Linked DNA regions of Mus musculus: region 2 is linked to region 1. A link is a contact called in public ChIA-PET data. All regions are on one chromosome and are shown on one strand. The core of a region is the stretch at or near the end of the contact, and the rest is flanking DNA. Distances in the headings are between cores, read along the strand shown. Region 1 overlaps Kif13b (kinesin family member 13B). Region 2 overlaps Hmbox1 (homeobox containing 1).

What was found. ChIA-PET counts read pairs in DNA pulled down with a chosen protein or histone mark.
Region 2: an RNA polymerase II ChIA-PET map of memory CD8 T cells shows a contact between it and region 1, with 88 read pairs. The contact joins two enhancer-like sites. A contact is called at or near these places in 1 of 115 datasets of contacts at active chromatin or transcription factors (memory CD8 T cells) and 1 of 9 other capture datasets (embryonic stem cells).

Annotation. Positions count from the first base shown.
Region 1 is chr14:64,729,612-64,737,512 of GRCm38.p6, reverse strand. Kif13b (kinesin family member 13B) reads right to left here. Exons shown (of 40, transcript NM_001081177.2): 11 at 1,153-1,365; 12 at 1-18. Among named protein-coding and RNA genes, the nearest start is that of Gm26225, 20 kb to the left of the region's middle. Within about 2 kb of position 2,867, at least 29 of the 459 cell types and tissues checked have an H3K27ac peak or open chromatin away from gene starts, as enhancers often do. A contact at or near this core is called in memory CD8 T cells, where this site is marked.
Region 2 is chr14:64,862,958-64,870,858 of GRCm38.p6, reverse strand. All of the region lies in intron 4 of Hmbox1 (homeobox containing 1), which reads left to right. Among named protein-coding and RNA genes, the nearest start is that of Hmbox1, 83 kb to the left of the region's middle. Within about 2 kb of position 3,763, at least 88 of the 459 cell types and tissues checked have an H3K27ac peak or open chromatin away from gene starts, as enhancers often do. A contact at or near this core is called in memory CD8 T cells, where this site is marked.

The sequences.
Region 1 (7,901 bases), core at 1,618-4,117:
CTCTGGAGATTTCATTGCCTAAAAACAAAGTGTCACCTCATGGCATAACTGCTCAGTGCCGGGAAAGAACAATCAGCTGGATGGGAAAGGGCGGGGACTGTCACCTGTCACTGAGCCCTCCACCACTCCAGCAAGGTGGCAGTCCTCAAGGTCCATAGAGCCTGTGCTGGGGGACTACAGACCTACCAAAGCAACTAGGGCACATCCAGAAAGACAACTTTCCTCCAACCTACTGTGAAGATCCCATTACATTTAAGAAGCTACACGTTCCAAGCTACTTGTAAAGAACTAATGATTTTAATTTTAGTAGGTTGTACACCTAGACTCAAAAGCATGCTGCATCTCAATCTCTGTCTAATGTTGATTTCAAGAATTTACTCAAAGCTATGTAAGTTAGATGTGAACATGTTGCAAACTGGACAGTGTTAATAACACTTGGTCTTAAGACAGAGAAACAACCAGATGGTGACGTAAATAAAGGAAATACAGAAACCTCAGCCCCAAGATTCTTAAAGAACTGTAAAATCAGGATAAAATTCAGTAGGGAAAAAAAAAAAACCCAAACATGATTACAGTAACTGCTGTGACCATGTCAATCAAAGCCTCTTGCCTTTCTACCAGAACAAGAGTAATGAGACAGGAAAGGGCCATGGTGCCAGCTCCACAGACAAGTCCCTGGGACAGAAACACTAAGCACAGCTCAAGCCCTGAGTGTGGCACTTCATGCCTACACTGTGATCTTCAAACCTCGCTCCAGAACCTAAGCATCTCCTTCCTGCCACAGAAGGACACTGCGCCACGCTGGCGACTTCTCTACTTCTGTCCTGAGAGTTACACTGCTGCTCTACAAACGTAACACACTCAAATCAGGAAGGGGTGAGCTGTAAAGGAGAGGATGTCTTCTGTTCTGACCGCAGGCTAACGAACCAGGGGAGGAATCCAATTCCCTCCCCATGACTGTAAGCGCAGTCGGTTTCTGCACAAATTAAATCACATTTCCCTACTGTTTCTCTTTCTCCCTTCACATTCTAGTCTGTCAGCGGTCTCGACAAAAATGGAAAGACAAACTTTTCCTACTCCCTTTATTCTCTCCTATACAATCCTTTCAACAGCCAAAAAGAAAAAAGAGCTCCTAGCGAGTACTCCTCCTACCTCTGCCTTGGTCAGCTGCTCCCGGAGCTTCTCCACCTCCTCCCGCAGATCTCGGATAATCCGAGCATTCGGATCCTCATTCACCACAGCATGGTTGACGATGTGCTTTGCTCGATCTGCGTACCTCAGGGTTGAGAGGGTTTCGTCATAGTTATCTGCAGCGGGGCTCACAGTGGCCACCATGGCAGTCTTGCTATTACCTCCCAGACTGTCCTACCAGGAAGAAAACAGTGAGGAGTCTTTTAAATTGGAAGAAGACATCACATAAGAAAGCTAAAATCTGAAAGAGTGAAACAGTCCAAGACCAAACACATTTAAGACAAAATAGGGGTTCACATGCAGACCCCCATGAGCCTCAACCCTGAACTGTCTCTTCTCTGCCAATTACTTTTTTTTTTGAAGGGGATTGGGGGTGGTAGCAGTGGCAGGGTTAGAGACAGGGTTTCTCTATGTAGTCCTGGCTGTCCAGGAACTCTCTCTATAGATCATGTTGGCCTCAATCTCAAAGATCTGCCAGCCTCTGCTTCCAGGGCACTGGAACTAACAGCACCTCTATGCTCAGCTCTACCTACTTTTCTTAACAAACAAAAGGAACCACAAACAACCACAAATCCTTTCTTTTTTTTTTCAAGAAAGAATAACAAAACCCAACAAATTAAAGTCTATTTTTTAAGTAAAAATTAATCCAGAGATAGTATATCCCATTTAATAAGCAATGTGATACCATTCTGAGCAGTTTTGCTCACAATGAAAAGACTCCAATGGCTAACCAACCTCAGAGGTACTGGACATGCACAGTGTCAGTTCCTTTGGGGAATTTGGTAGTGCTAGTGATGGGACCCAGGGCTTCTGCACTCAGCAAGTACTGTGCCACTGAGCCACACTCCCAGCCCCAAGGAGGCTTACCTACACTCTCCTCCACAGTGCTGCCTGTCCTCATGGTACAAACAAGTTCTTGGGAACCTTGTCTGGCTCTGAAACCTAAGGGAGGATTAGAGCCCTCTAATCTAATCTAATCCCACCAGAAGCTGAGTTCCAGAAGCTCCGTTTTCTTCCCTCTGCTAGCATTCTAGAAACTAACACATGCTCTACACAATGGCTCCCAAAGCTCATTCAAAGTACTAAAGAAGCTCTTCATCTGCAGGCCCAGTAACTGTTTCCAACAGTCAGGAAAGCGAATGTTAGTCAGGACATTAAAAATAATGAGCTATGTGACTCTGCAGAGCGCTTACAGGGCTCTAGGTTACATACATCTATCTCAGGCCTGAAAAGAAAAAGAGAAATTCTCTGTTGGTCCAGCATGGCCTTGGTGGGGACAAAATGACATAATTTGTACCCCTTTGACAGGACCAGCAGATGTGGGCCTCCAGGAGTGTCAATGGCTGCTGTAGGCTTAAGACTTAAAGCTTACTGTCTCCTAAGAATTAAGGGGCTGGGGTCACAGGATGGTGATTCATAGGATAATTAAAAGGAAACCTGGAGTAAATGACTGGGTTAATATGTAAAATAAAAGACTGGGCTTATGATCTACAGGAGACAAGCTAACAGAAATTTTTTAGAATAGCAAGAGAGAAGTGTTTGGAGAAATGTCTCCAGCAGAACAGCAAGAGCGAGAGCAAGAGCAAGAGCAAGAGCAAAAGAGAAAGAGAGAGCTGTCTGGAGATCTCCAGAGCAAGCAGATCAGACAGAGAGAGAGAAAGCAGATCAGAGGGGAAGAAAGCAGAACAGGAAGAAGCAAGCAGGCTGAGAAGCCACAGAGCACAGGCCGCCAGCTTCGACCCATGATTTGACTTGCAGCGGTTTGTTTTCACCTCTCCCAAACACCCCTCTCTCAGAACCCCTCTCCAAGCTGAGACTGGTCCTTAGCCACCCTCAAAAAATTTAAAATTACTAAATCAACTCCCACTCCACTGACCATGCAAAAGATGTTAAAGGTCACCCCATTTCAGCAGAGACTCTTAGGCATCACAGCCTGCTGAGTCCTAACTAGTGCTGGCTCTTCCCTTGGATGGTCAGCATTTATAGACTGGCCTCTAACTGGCAAAACAGCAAAGGTGACAGAGATGATGGCATGTCATTTCTGATATCGAATTAAAAGCAAATGATGCTCTCTGTTTAGCACTCCTTCTTGCTCTCAGGAGGAGCAAGGTGGCCCTACGAAGAGACCCATAGGAGTGAAAATGGAAGCAGGTCCTTGAAGTCTGCCTATCATCATGGAAGTGACAACACTCTCCCACCTGATTCAGGCCTCTAGATGATTACAGCCTTGGCTTATACGTAAACTACAGCTCATAGGGCCCTGGCTCCAAGCACTTAAAACTGCTTGTGGAGTAAGATGTTACAGGTCAGTAGTTCCATACCATGCAACACTTGGGAGCATTATAAAAAAAAACTAAGCTATATAAAAGAGTCAGGCCTGGGGTGATGGCTCAGTGGGGAAAGCACATGCCATATAAGCATTAGGATCAGAGCAGACTTCCAGCACTCGTGTAAAAGCCAAGTGGACAGCAGCCTACCTATAATCCCAGCGCATGGGACACAAAGGCAGGGCTCCCTGAAGAAAGACAGCTAGACACGCTAAATCAGTAAGTTCTGGGTTCAGGTGAGAGAGCCTGTCCCAGTGTATAAAGTGGAGAGCAATACAGGAAAAAAATCCAACACCAACTAAAGTGCATACACACCCATATACACATGTTTCCAATTACACACATGTACACACACACTACATACACATGCATAAAAAATATTCAGAGCTGAGAGAATGCTTAATCACAAAAGTGCTTGCTTTACAAATGCAGGAACTTGAATTCAGTGCTTCAAATACATGTAAAAAGCTAAACTTGATAGTAGTACCTACAATCCCATGGAGAAAGGTAGATCCCCAGAACTTGCGGGCAAGCCTGACCTACTAGATGAGCTCCATGTGAGAGACTGTCTCAAAAACAGTGAAGGGCCTACAGAGGTTGCTCAGCAGTTCAGAGTACTTACGGCTCTCACAGAGGACCTGAGTTCAGTCCTCAGTACCCAAAAGGTGCTTTACAACACCAGTGTCGGGGATTCTGATGCCCTTTGCCGGCTCCTACATGCTCATGGTGCATTTACACTCACACAGGCCAACATTATATACATACAAATAAAACTTCTAAAATTATGTTTTTAAAGGTGTACAGAGCCTGAGGAACAAAACCTAAGGTTGTCCTCTGGATTCCATATGCACACACTCATGTACATAGACCCACATACATGAACACGTAAAGATTCAATATCCCCTTTCAGAAATGCGACCACAATGAACAACAAAGTCTTAAAATTTAGAGATATTCACTACATAACAAGAAAGCTGACTTAGATTTGGCCAATGTTCACCTTTAGAAAACTCTTAATTTTAAAAATATAGTTTTTCCAATTTTAACACATATAAATTTTTTAGAGAATTTTGTAGTTTTATACATTTCTCTGCCTTTTGTGAATTCAACTATTAGAAGCCCCACTCTATTAGAGAGGAAAGCAGGGTTGTTCTAAAAAACAAAACACAAAAACAAGCAAACAAACCCATCAACAACATGCCTAAGAATCTAGACCTAGCAAACTGGGTACTACTCCACCCCAGGATTTTCCACCTTGACTTCAAACCCCCCTCCCTTCCCACACAGACACCCACAACAAGCACACCAGGCAACCACAACTTCAGGCCTAAAGGCTGAGTCAGATCACCTGACACCACTTCAAATTATTCTGTCCCGACATTAGAAACAAAATAATTCACAAGGTATCAATATCTCAATATGATCAAAAACAATATATATGTATGCTTACTCTTCCATTACTAAAAATTTTGTTTTTCAAAAAAAAAAAGAGAGAGATAATTATATTGAAGAAAATATGCTCTTAAGTATAGAAAGGCAAGAAATGTAACCAATCTGGACTTCGAGAAGTACAGCCAGGACTTCTTGATTCTCTTTTCACTCCTAGACACTAATTTCACATTGTCAGTGCTCCAGTTTGTCATGAGGAGCCCATGCACATTCAGACAGGATAGGAAAGTCTCAAGGACTGCGGTTCCACCTACCAGCGAGGCCACACATCCCCCTAAGGGTTACTGCACAGTCTACCCATGGGCACAGCAAACAAGAATGACAAACAGGACTTGTAACCATAACCACCAGGGGTGAAAGCAAGCTGCCACTGCATGCGTAGGCAGAGAAAAGGAAACTGGGCACACCCCATGCCTGATTTACCAAATGACCAATGTGAGCAACAATATGCTCACATTGCTTGAACAAAAAGGAAAATGTAACAAAAGAATGGGCAGGCATCCAAGAGAAAGTTTACAGTTTCTTGTTTACTCCTTAATTAAGCACATCAGACAAGCTTTGTTTCAAATGTGGCGATGCAAATTAAATGGACACTGGGAAGAAATTTCATTTTAGAAGTCAGAATTTTTCTTTTCAAGCTGAAAGAACTCTGAAATCATCTAATCGAATTACTTCATTGTGCTGCTAGGAAATTGAGACCCAGAAAAGCCGAGAGACTTACCAAATGAAGGTCAGCGTACTAATGCAGACCAGAGCTGGGATTGCTTGCTCTTCCCCTCTTGTGGGGTTTGCCATCTAACAGGAGAGGCAATGCTGTGTAAGAGCTAAACCCAGGGTCTAGAAGCACGAAGAGCAGAAGGAACCTAGGAGAGAAGACACTCCAGACTGGCAGGTAGAGGAGAGAGGAGCAGGAAGTGACAAGTAAGAATAAAACTCGAACGCACAACAGCCATCTTCACTCGCCTACAGCCTACAAAGCCAGAGAGCACAGATAACAGCTAGGACGAGAGGTCAGCTGGGAAAGGCCTTTGAAGCCATTCTTTAAAGAACTTGGCCTTGATTCTAAGGGCCTGGAGGACAGTTACTAAAAAGACTTAAAGTTCCAGTGAATTTAGAAACAGAAGAGTGGATTGGACAAAGAAGGTCCAAGGGAAATGGTTGTCAGCTCAGTGAGAGATCCACATGACATCCACTAGAGAATTGACATTAAGAATAAAAGTGGGGGCTGGAGAGATGGCTCGGAGGTTAAGAGCACTGACAGCTCTTCCAGAGGTCTTGAGTTCAATTCCCAGCAACTACAAGGTGACTCACAATCTATATAGTGAGGTCTAGCACCCTCTTCTGTCATGCAAGCATATATGCAGGCAGAACACTGTGTACATAATACATAAATACATCTTTAAAAAAAAATTAAAAGTGGGCCAGGCAGTGGTGGTGCAAGCCTTTAATCCTAGCACTCAGGAGGCAAAGGCAGGCAGATTGCTGTGAGTTCAAAGTCAGCCTGGTCTACACAGTGAGTTCCAGGACAGCCAAACTATACAGACTCAGAACTACCCTGTCTCAAAAACAAAAACTAAGAAACAAAGAATAAAAGTGGGGTCAGAGCTCACAAAGTAGGAGCTGGGCACTCACAGCCACACTTGGAGCTAGGAGATCCACATTCAGACAGTGATAAACGTCAAGTGTGCTTCATTCACTCCCAAGCATCTACATAAAAATCCTGGTGTGGTGGCAGAGGACTGTAATCTCAGCAGTGGGGAGTTAAACAGGCAGATCACTGGAGCACACTGGCCACTCAGCCGAGCCTAACTTCCTAACCCCGGATCCCAGTGAGAGACCCTGGCTCAAAAGTCAAAGAAGACAACACCAAACATGACCTCTGGTCCATCCATGTACACATTCATCTCTTTAAAGGTAATCCATTTTATGAGCTCAATGAAGTCCTGCGGGGGGTGTGCTAACCTTACACCAACACTGAAAGACAATCAGCAGGTGTGGGGTGGGAGTAGACTAGGAGTTAAAGAAGAATTCATGCACTGGGTAGAGGTGGAGGGGCAAACATTACAGCTCTGGACAAAGTGTTTAGATCCCCCTACTTAGGCTCTTGGTGCAAACATCAAATATATAAAACAGGTAATACAAGCCTTTAAGGAAAAAATAATAGAAACTGAACAAACATGCTTTATTTTTCATCTGAATCATCACAAAGAAGCTGCAATTACATCTTTGATTCATTCTTCACATATTACAAACATCTTCCCTTACTTTCAATCAAAAACAGGCAAAGTCAAATGGAGGTCCTCAATGAATCTCTACTAAGAGCACAGTTCGCATAAACCAGCCAGGCATGGACATGGCTGTCTGACCCCTGATTCATCAACAGGGTTAACAGGCTCAGCTTTATGGACAGCAACTGAACTGTACCAAAAAGAGGAGATTGCCTGTTGTTTTAACTAAAGTCACAGTGACTATGTAGACTCTGATTTTAAATCAGGCACATCAAGGGAATGGCTATGCATGACTTGAAATGCCTCTCTGGAAGTCCAAGGGAGAAGAATATTATCAGATTTTCTTCCTGAAAACTTTGAGGCCAGCCTGATCTACAGAGTGAGTTCAGGGCAGTCAGGGCTACACAGAGAAACCCTGTTGGGAGTGCAGGGGAGAAAAATCCTGAGTGTGTATAGTCAGGAGAAAGTACTTCCCTTTGAAAGTACTTCAAAGGCTGATCTCTAAACACAGTGATTCAGTCAACGGTGGCAACCAACATTTACTAAGTTCCCTGGGGCCCCTGCTTCACTATAGTAAGAGATAGTAAGTACAGTACATTTTTACCAATGAGAAAATGAGCCATCACTAAGCTACACCAGACACAAAAAGTTATTTCCTTGTTTCTAATTGTATGTGTGGCTTTCAGCAGGTGAGTTCAGCCCCTTT
Region 2 (7,901 bases), core at 2,514-5,013, 130 kb before region 1:
CCATGGAGAGACTGGTTGTAATTCTAATAGGTCTGCTTTTATATATTACTTGTTCCTTTTTCCTTTCAGCTTTTAGTATTTTTTCTTTGTTCAGTATAATTAGTGTTTTGATTATTATATGGCGAGGGGACTTTCTTTTCAAGTCCAGTCTATTTTGTGTTCTGTATGCTTCTTCTATCTTTATAGGCATTTCCTGCCTCAGGTTAAATATTTTTTCTACTATGATTTTGTTAAAAATATCTTCTGGGGCTTTAAGCTGGAATTCTTCTCCTTCCTCTATTTCTATTTTTCTTAGATTTGGTCTTTTCATAGTGTCCCAGATTTCCTGGATGTTTTGTGTCGGGAATTTTTCAGACTTAACATTTTTATTGTCCAGTATATGTATTTCATCTATCATATCTTCAGTGCCTAAGATTTGGGCCTCCACTTCTTTTGCTTCTGTAGTTCCTGTTCACTTACTAGATTTTTCATTGCCAGAATTCCCTCAATTTGTGTTTTCGTTATTCTGTTTCCGTTTTCAGGAACTGTTTTGTTTTCTTCAAGTGTTCTCCCCACCCTGCTTGGCCTTCTTCCTCCATTTTTTTTTGTTTGTCTTTTCCTGGATTTTTAAAGGAGTTTCTTCATTTCCTCTTTGAGGACTTCTATCTTCCTCATAACCTTGGTTTTAAAGTCCTCTCTTGTGCTTCAGCTGTGTTGGGATACTCAGAGCTCACTACGCAGGATCCTTGGGCTATGGTGGGAGGTACTTACTGGCTGTTGCGGATTGTGTTATGAACAATGCCTCCAGGCATTGGGTTTGAGGAGGAGATTATAGGTCCAGGGGCTGGTTTCTGAGATTGTCTTTACTGGATGGTATTTTGTTCCTTGGTTTGTTTCCCTCTGGTCTGGTGGCCAGTGTGGCCTGTGTGGCCTGTGGTTGAGCAGGTGTCTCTGCCCAAGTTGGGGGCTGGGACACCAGGATGGAAAGAAGTGGGGGTTGGGGATATATATGGGTGGACCCACGGGAGGGCAGCTTACCTGGAGTTCTGGTGGCCAGTGTGGACTCTGGGTGAGGAGGCCTTGAATATATAGGGTTTTTTTTTTTTTTTTTAAATCTGTTCTGTCAGCTTCTGTCTTCTTTTGTAGTGTTTAATTCATTAAGCTTTAATGTGATTAGGGTAAGCATGATTTATATCTTGTGCCTTTTTAGTTTTTTTTTTTTTTTTTTCCGAGACAGGGTTTCTCTGTGTAGCCCCGGCTATCCTGGAACTCACTCTGTCGACCAGGCTGGCCTTGAACTCAGAAATTCGCCTGCCTCTGCCTCCCAAGTACTGGGATTAAAGGCGTGTGCCACCACACCCAGCCCACCATTTTAGTTTTTATTGCTTCCTCCTTTTGTTAAGTGGATACTTTCTAGTATACAAATTTAAACCCCTTGTTATTTGTTATTATAGTTTGAGTTGTTCTTTTGACAGTTGTACTAAGGATTACTCTTAACATGTTAATGTATAATAATTTAGCCCAGATTAATATCAACTTAATTTCAAAACAACTTTGCTCTTACATATAGCTTCATTTTTTCATGTTTTGTGATATTGTTGTCATACACATTGCATACTAATTAATACATGTGTTCATTAACATACAATATGTAATTATATGTTACACTTGCCTTTTCAACAGAATAGTACCAGGTACTTAGAGACTAAAAACATACCATTGTCTTTTCTATTTATGTATGTGGCTTCTTTCTTCTGTGTTGGTCTGCTGTCACTTGCTCCACCACAGCAGCAGCAGGAGGGGATGACAGCAAAGCTGCTCACCTCCCAGAGCCAGGAAGCAGGGAGACCAGAGGGGATGTAGACATTCCAGTGTGCCCCAGTCTTCCAAGCAGGCCTGACCTCTCAGAAGCCATCAGTTATGGGTGTTTTGAGATGCATCCCATAACACCCCTCCTTTTCTGTCTTCAGTGTATTCAAGCTCCTGTCTTCTGCGCTTTCATTATACCCTAGGAAGTCCTTATTTCAGAGACTCCCTGTGGCACTGCCTTGCATTCCTCAGGCAGTGTTCTAAGTATCCTTCCCATGGCTTCTCAGAGGAACCTACTCTCAGCCCTAGTGAGCACACCTTGTACATAATCCTTCTTTTCCCTCTCTTACTTTTACTTCTTATCTTTGATTTTAAAGCATTTTTATTACAGTTTTGCTTATTTTGCATGCATGGGTGGAGGCACATGTATGCTGTAGCTTATGAGTGGAGATCAGAAGGCATCTTGTGGGAATTGGTCTCTCCTTCCACCATATCTGTTGAACTTAGGCTCTCTGACTTGGTGGCACCTCTATGTGCTATTGCTTTATGGTACTTGTAGGTGTGAAATTTTGAGTTAACATACATGATGATCACTAGGCACCTTAAAAATGTTAAGATTTTTTCATCAAAATTCCCGTGATTTTAGCCATTATTTTCTCAAAATCTTCTTTATTTACGTTGGTGTGTCCTAAGAGTCTCACCTGTATTTGGCATGTGTGGTGGTATCCCATGTGTTTATGAAGCTTTGCTTTGTAGTACTCCTTCTTGTCTTCTGTTCCCATAAGTCATCTCAGCTGACCTTTGCAATGCGGTGATGAATGCTTCTGCGACTTCTTATTTGCTATGGAACCCTACCAGCAAACTTTTCGTTTCATTTATACTTTTGTACTCCAAAATTTCTGTCTAGTTCTTCCATATAATTGTCTCTGTTGATAGTTTTTATAGGATAAGCCATTTTTCTCATCCTTTTCTGTAGCTTTTTAGACGGTTCCTATGTTGAGTAAGTCTGCTATCCCAGTTACTGTAAGGACACATCTTCCTGTGGTTGTATTGTGTTTGTTATGGTGTGTTGTTTGGCTGTTTGATCGATTGCAGGCAGTGTCTCGCTCTGTAGCCTCAGCTGGCTTTGAACGCTTGCTACTCTTTCTCCCTCAGCCTCCTGAGGATTCGGGCCTGAGTCACCATGACTAGCTTCCAGGCCAATTTTGATTGATTCTTCTTTTTAAAGACATATTTACTAATAGTGTGTGTGTGTGTGGGGGGGGGTGATGATGTGATGTGCACCCTCATGGAGGCCTGTTGTTGGATCCCTGGAACTGGAGTTCCAGGTGATCGAGAGCTGCCGTGTAGGTGCTGCATGGTGAGCCCTTGATAGTTTGCACAGCCTTGAAAAGGGTGACTTTGAGAGCATACTTGTCAGTGCCTTTATAGAAGTTGTCTTGCTTTCCTTTCACAGAGGCATGCCATCGGTAGAGATTCTTGCTGTGCCCTTCCCACTCACTTTACTGCAGCTGCACAGATCCTGAAGGAACAGTGACCCCAATTTATCTCTGTAAATGTATTGTCCTCCAAATATGTAACGGATACAGACCCTCAAGTGGATAAGGCCTGGCTAACCCAGCACCAGTCAACTTGAACTAGTAAGAAGAACTCCATGTGAGATAGTGCCAACAAGAATTAAGCTGAAAATGCAAAAATTATGTATAGACTGAAATCAGAACCAAGAAAGGGCAGGAAGAGAACTATATTTTGAGTCATACCATGATCACACACATGCACATTTTTCAAAACTCATTGTATACATATGAGAATAAACCTTTGTAGAATATACCTCAGTTTACAACAAATATATAGGGCTTCAAAGTCAGAAAATTGGGGAATGAGAAAATCTTGAATCCATTTAAACCTAGCCCTGAGTAAGTTGTGGTGGAGACTCTGGGTCAGGACCAAATGAAAGTGAAACTAAAAATCAGAAGTTAATGTGAAGATTACAGTAAAGACAGAGGTCCCAGAGCGAGTGAGTGTGTGTGGCTTCCTCATCTGTTGCTGCATAAAATTTTATCCCAGAATTTATTAGCATCTTGAAACATAAGCCTCTAGTATTCCAGACAATATACATCAGAAATGCAGAAGCAGCTTTGCCAGGTCAGTTAAGCTTTAGCTTAAAAACTAAATCTAACTCCCTCTTCCAGCCTCCATGGACATCAGGCACACACACGTGTGGACATACATCATTCATACACACAACAGAAAATGTAAAAAGAATAGTCAATAAAAAGTCACCGTGAAGCTGGTCCAATGACTCAGCTCTAACCCCAGCACTCAGGAGGCTGAGGGAGAAGGAGCAGCAAGCGTTCAAAGCCAGCTCAGGCTACAGAGTGAGACATGCCTGCCATGGAGCAAACAGCACAAGACAGAGCTAGAGGTCTCCTGAGGTTGCTGTCTCCTGGGTTAAGAGAGGAATTGGATGAACATTGTGCATGGTGGAGAAAGTCAGTCTCTTACTATGTGTATGCTCTTTAAAAGTTTATGTGTTACATGTATTGGGAAGGTCTTATGCATCCATACCAAACAAACAAGAATGATTCTAAGGTAATAAATAAGAAAGTGGTGGAAAAAAAGTATTTTCTTATGTGTGTTCAACATACTTGAATTTTTATAGAGAATATATAATTAGAATATAATTATAATGTGGCACTCAAAAGCACTAAAATAGGAAGCTTAAGTGTGGGAGACAAGCTTGAGGCACATAGTGACTTCCAGGCCAGCCAGGGCTATCTAGTGAGACTCTGGCTCAAATATAACAAAACATATCTAAACATAGCTCTGATTGAGGTAGAAAATTGCTAAAGGACTTTGAAAATTGCTGAACGTTCATAAGGATTTTGTATTTTGTAGTTCTGAGATGGCCTGTTGGGGCCATCAGAGTCGTTACGGTTGTTCAGGTAAAAGAGGCTGAACAGGGGAGTGATGACTAGAAGAAAGAGCTTTGGTAAAAATGCAAGCTTTAGGGGAGGGAGTGGGTGAGAGGTTAAGCTGAGCTAACTCCTATAGGAAGATGAGCAGATGAGGGGGGAGGATAATGGATTAGGCTTACTGTGTTGGTCTATGAGAAATTCTCATTAAAGTTGCCTAGCCAGTGGTTTCCAAGAACAGGCTGTGCCCTGAGAGTCTCTTGCATTTACATGACATTTTAAATCATTGTTGATAATTACGATGATCAAAGAAAGAGGCTTAAATATGGAATCCCAGTGGCCACTAATGAGTAGAAAGCTAACATAGCACCTGGAGCCAAAATGATCATGCTCTGGAGGGGCTGTGTCCCTCATTCCAAGGTGAAGAGCCAGTAGGTTGTGGCAGGAAACAAAACATGGAGAGGAATCCAGAGTCCAGTGTTGAGATTTAGAAGGCTGGGTTCTAGTTGAGAGCCCTCTAGTGGAGGAAGCGTGGTGTGTAAACTCCAGAGAGGAGTCAGTAAAGCTGACGTTCACAAGACATTATGGATGCCAGCTAAAGACTACCTCCAACCACTTTGGATATAAGGGGCTTACTTTCTCACTGGAAAGAAATTAAGCAGGGCTTAGTTTTAGTCGGTGTATGTAAATTATATGAAACTTTGCCTTTGCTTCTGCCCTACAAGAGGTAGAAAAGAGGTTTTTGAAGATCTGAAACTTTTCCCAAGAATTTCTTCCACAGCAGGGAAGAGACTATCTGGAATTTTCTCCCAAGGGAAGTAGCAGAGCTGGCAGACAGTGCAGAGAAGCTTCGAGGACCTGAATGTCAAGTCCCACAGAGCTCCCAGAGCAGCCGCGATTGTGGGTCAAGGACCCTAGAGGAAAGTCATTTCTGAGTGTGACATTTGCTGTTTATTCAACTGTTTTGCAATGCCTCTTCTGGAAATGGCTTGGTTAACTGGTTCATTTTCTGCATTTATTGTCCGAATCCAAGGTGAGTCAGGAAGACAGCCTGTATTGCCTGCTCCTCCCTTTGTTTCATTGCATTCATTATTATACAGAGAGAAATGTGTGTGACATTTTTAAGTCCGTCACATGCTTACCTCAGAGTAAAATTGCAGACAAAAAGCAGAAGTGGACTTCTTTTTATAAGTCTTCATTTACTTTAATTGCACTGTTTCTAAAAGAACGAACAGAAACTAAAATATTCAGTGTCAAAAGCCAGGCATTAAAACATTTATAGAAAGATTGAGAAAGTTTTAGTGGTAGAAATGTAGGGAAAATTTACATTTATAGTGTGCATCTGTAAGCTTTTGATATATTTAGATATAAATGTAATACAGGGCATATAAAGTTATATTCATAAAAGCATATACTTTATGTATCAAGGGCATCTTCCCATATTAACATATGTTAATTAAATATATAGTATTAAATATATATAATCTTTGAGTTTTAAAAAATTTGTGGGGACCTTTTTAAATATGTATAGTAGGTGACAACTCAATGACTTTCATAAAGTATAGATATCCACATTACCACCTTCCGTATCAGTAAAGAACATCACTGGCCACTACATAAACCATCATCCTTGACCTTTTTCCTGCATGGGTACCAGTATGCTGATTTACATCCTGATGTATAGTGTAGTGTATGGCTTTTGTATGTTTTTGGCTTTAGGGAAGCAGCGTTGTTTCTGTGAGGTCTGCCCATATACTGTACATATACTACTAGTTTATCCTCTTCCTGTTGCTATGGCAGTCTGCAGTAGAAGACACAGATACCATAATATATGCATTCTGCATTTGATGGCCATTTAAGTTTTGGAACCAGGGAATTCTCTGGGTAATGCTCATTTCTGAAGCTTCTTGTGCATGTCTTTTGAGTATGTGTGTGCTGGGTAATCACGCACTCCTGTGGTATGTATACCTCAAGTTCAGTGTTTATGGATCCTGTCCATTTGCTTCTGGAAATAGCCCTGCTATGTGTGAATTCCATGTTCTTGCTAATACTAAGTATTACTGAGTTATTGTTGTTAGATTAGTTTTGAGAGTTTTGTAGCTTTTAAAACATATTAAATTTAGTCAAGCTGTGGTGGCACACATCTTTAGTTCCAGTACTCAGGAGGCAGAGGCAGTTGGATCTCTGAGTTCAAGGCCAGCCTGGTCTACATCATAAGTTCCAAGAAAGCCAGGGTTACACAGAGAAACCTTTTCTCAAAAAATAAACAATATAACAAAACAAAGAAAACATTTAAAGCATGCCAGTTTCTGCTATGGGAATATGCTGTAACTTGATGTCCTCTGGATGGGCTTTGCTACCTGCAACACAGCATGTACAGCTCTCATGGCTGATGGGCACTGTGTTCTAACATGAGGGTGATTTAATATTGGAGAACGCTAACAGATCTCAGACATACTTTTTCTTAGTATATATTTTTAAACTTGTCTGTTTTTTTACCTATGTGGTAACAGAAGGAAAATTCAAATACAGTTTGACTTCATGGTGCTGAATGATCATTTCGTCATTCTTTTTTAAAATTAAAGCCGGGCGTGGTGGCGCACGCCTTTAATCCCAGCACTAGGGAGGCAGAGGCAGGCGGATTTCTGAGTTCGAGGCCAGCCTGGTCTACAGAGTGAGTTCCAGGACAGCCAGGGCTATACGGAGAAACCCTGTCTCAAAACCAAAAAATATAAAAATAAAATTAAATAAATAAATAAATAAATAAATAAAATTTATTTGTGAGATGACTCAGTGGGTAAAAGCACCTGACACCAAGCCTGACAACCTGTGTCCAGTTCCTGAAACTCAGGTTGTCCTGTGCGTGTGCACCTCCCCCCCCCCCATGTACGTTAAGAAGAAAAGTGAAAGTGTTTACTCAGAGAACTTTCTGTTGTCATCTTTCTTTTATCTCCTCCTGCCATGTTTTCTCTTGTCATCTTTTTGGTTTTTAAAGATTTATCTATTTATTTACTGTTAGTACACTGTAGCTGTCTTCAGACACGCCAGAAGAGGGCATCAAATCTCCTTACGGATGGTTGTGAGCCACCGTGTAGTTGCTGGGATTTGAACTCAGGACCTTCCAAAGAGCTGTCTGTGCTCTTCACTGCTGAGCCATCTCTCCAGCCCTCTTTTCATCTTCTAATAGGAGCTGCTAAG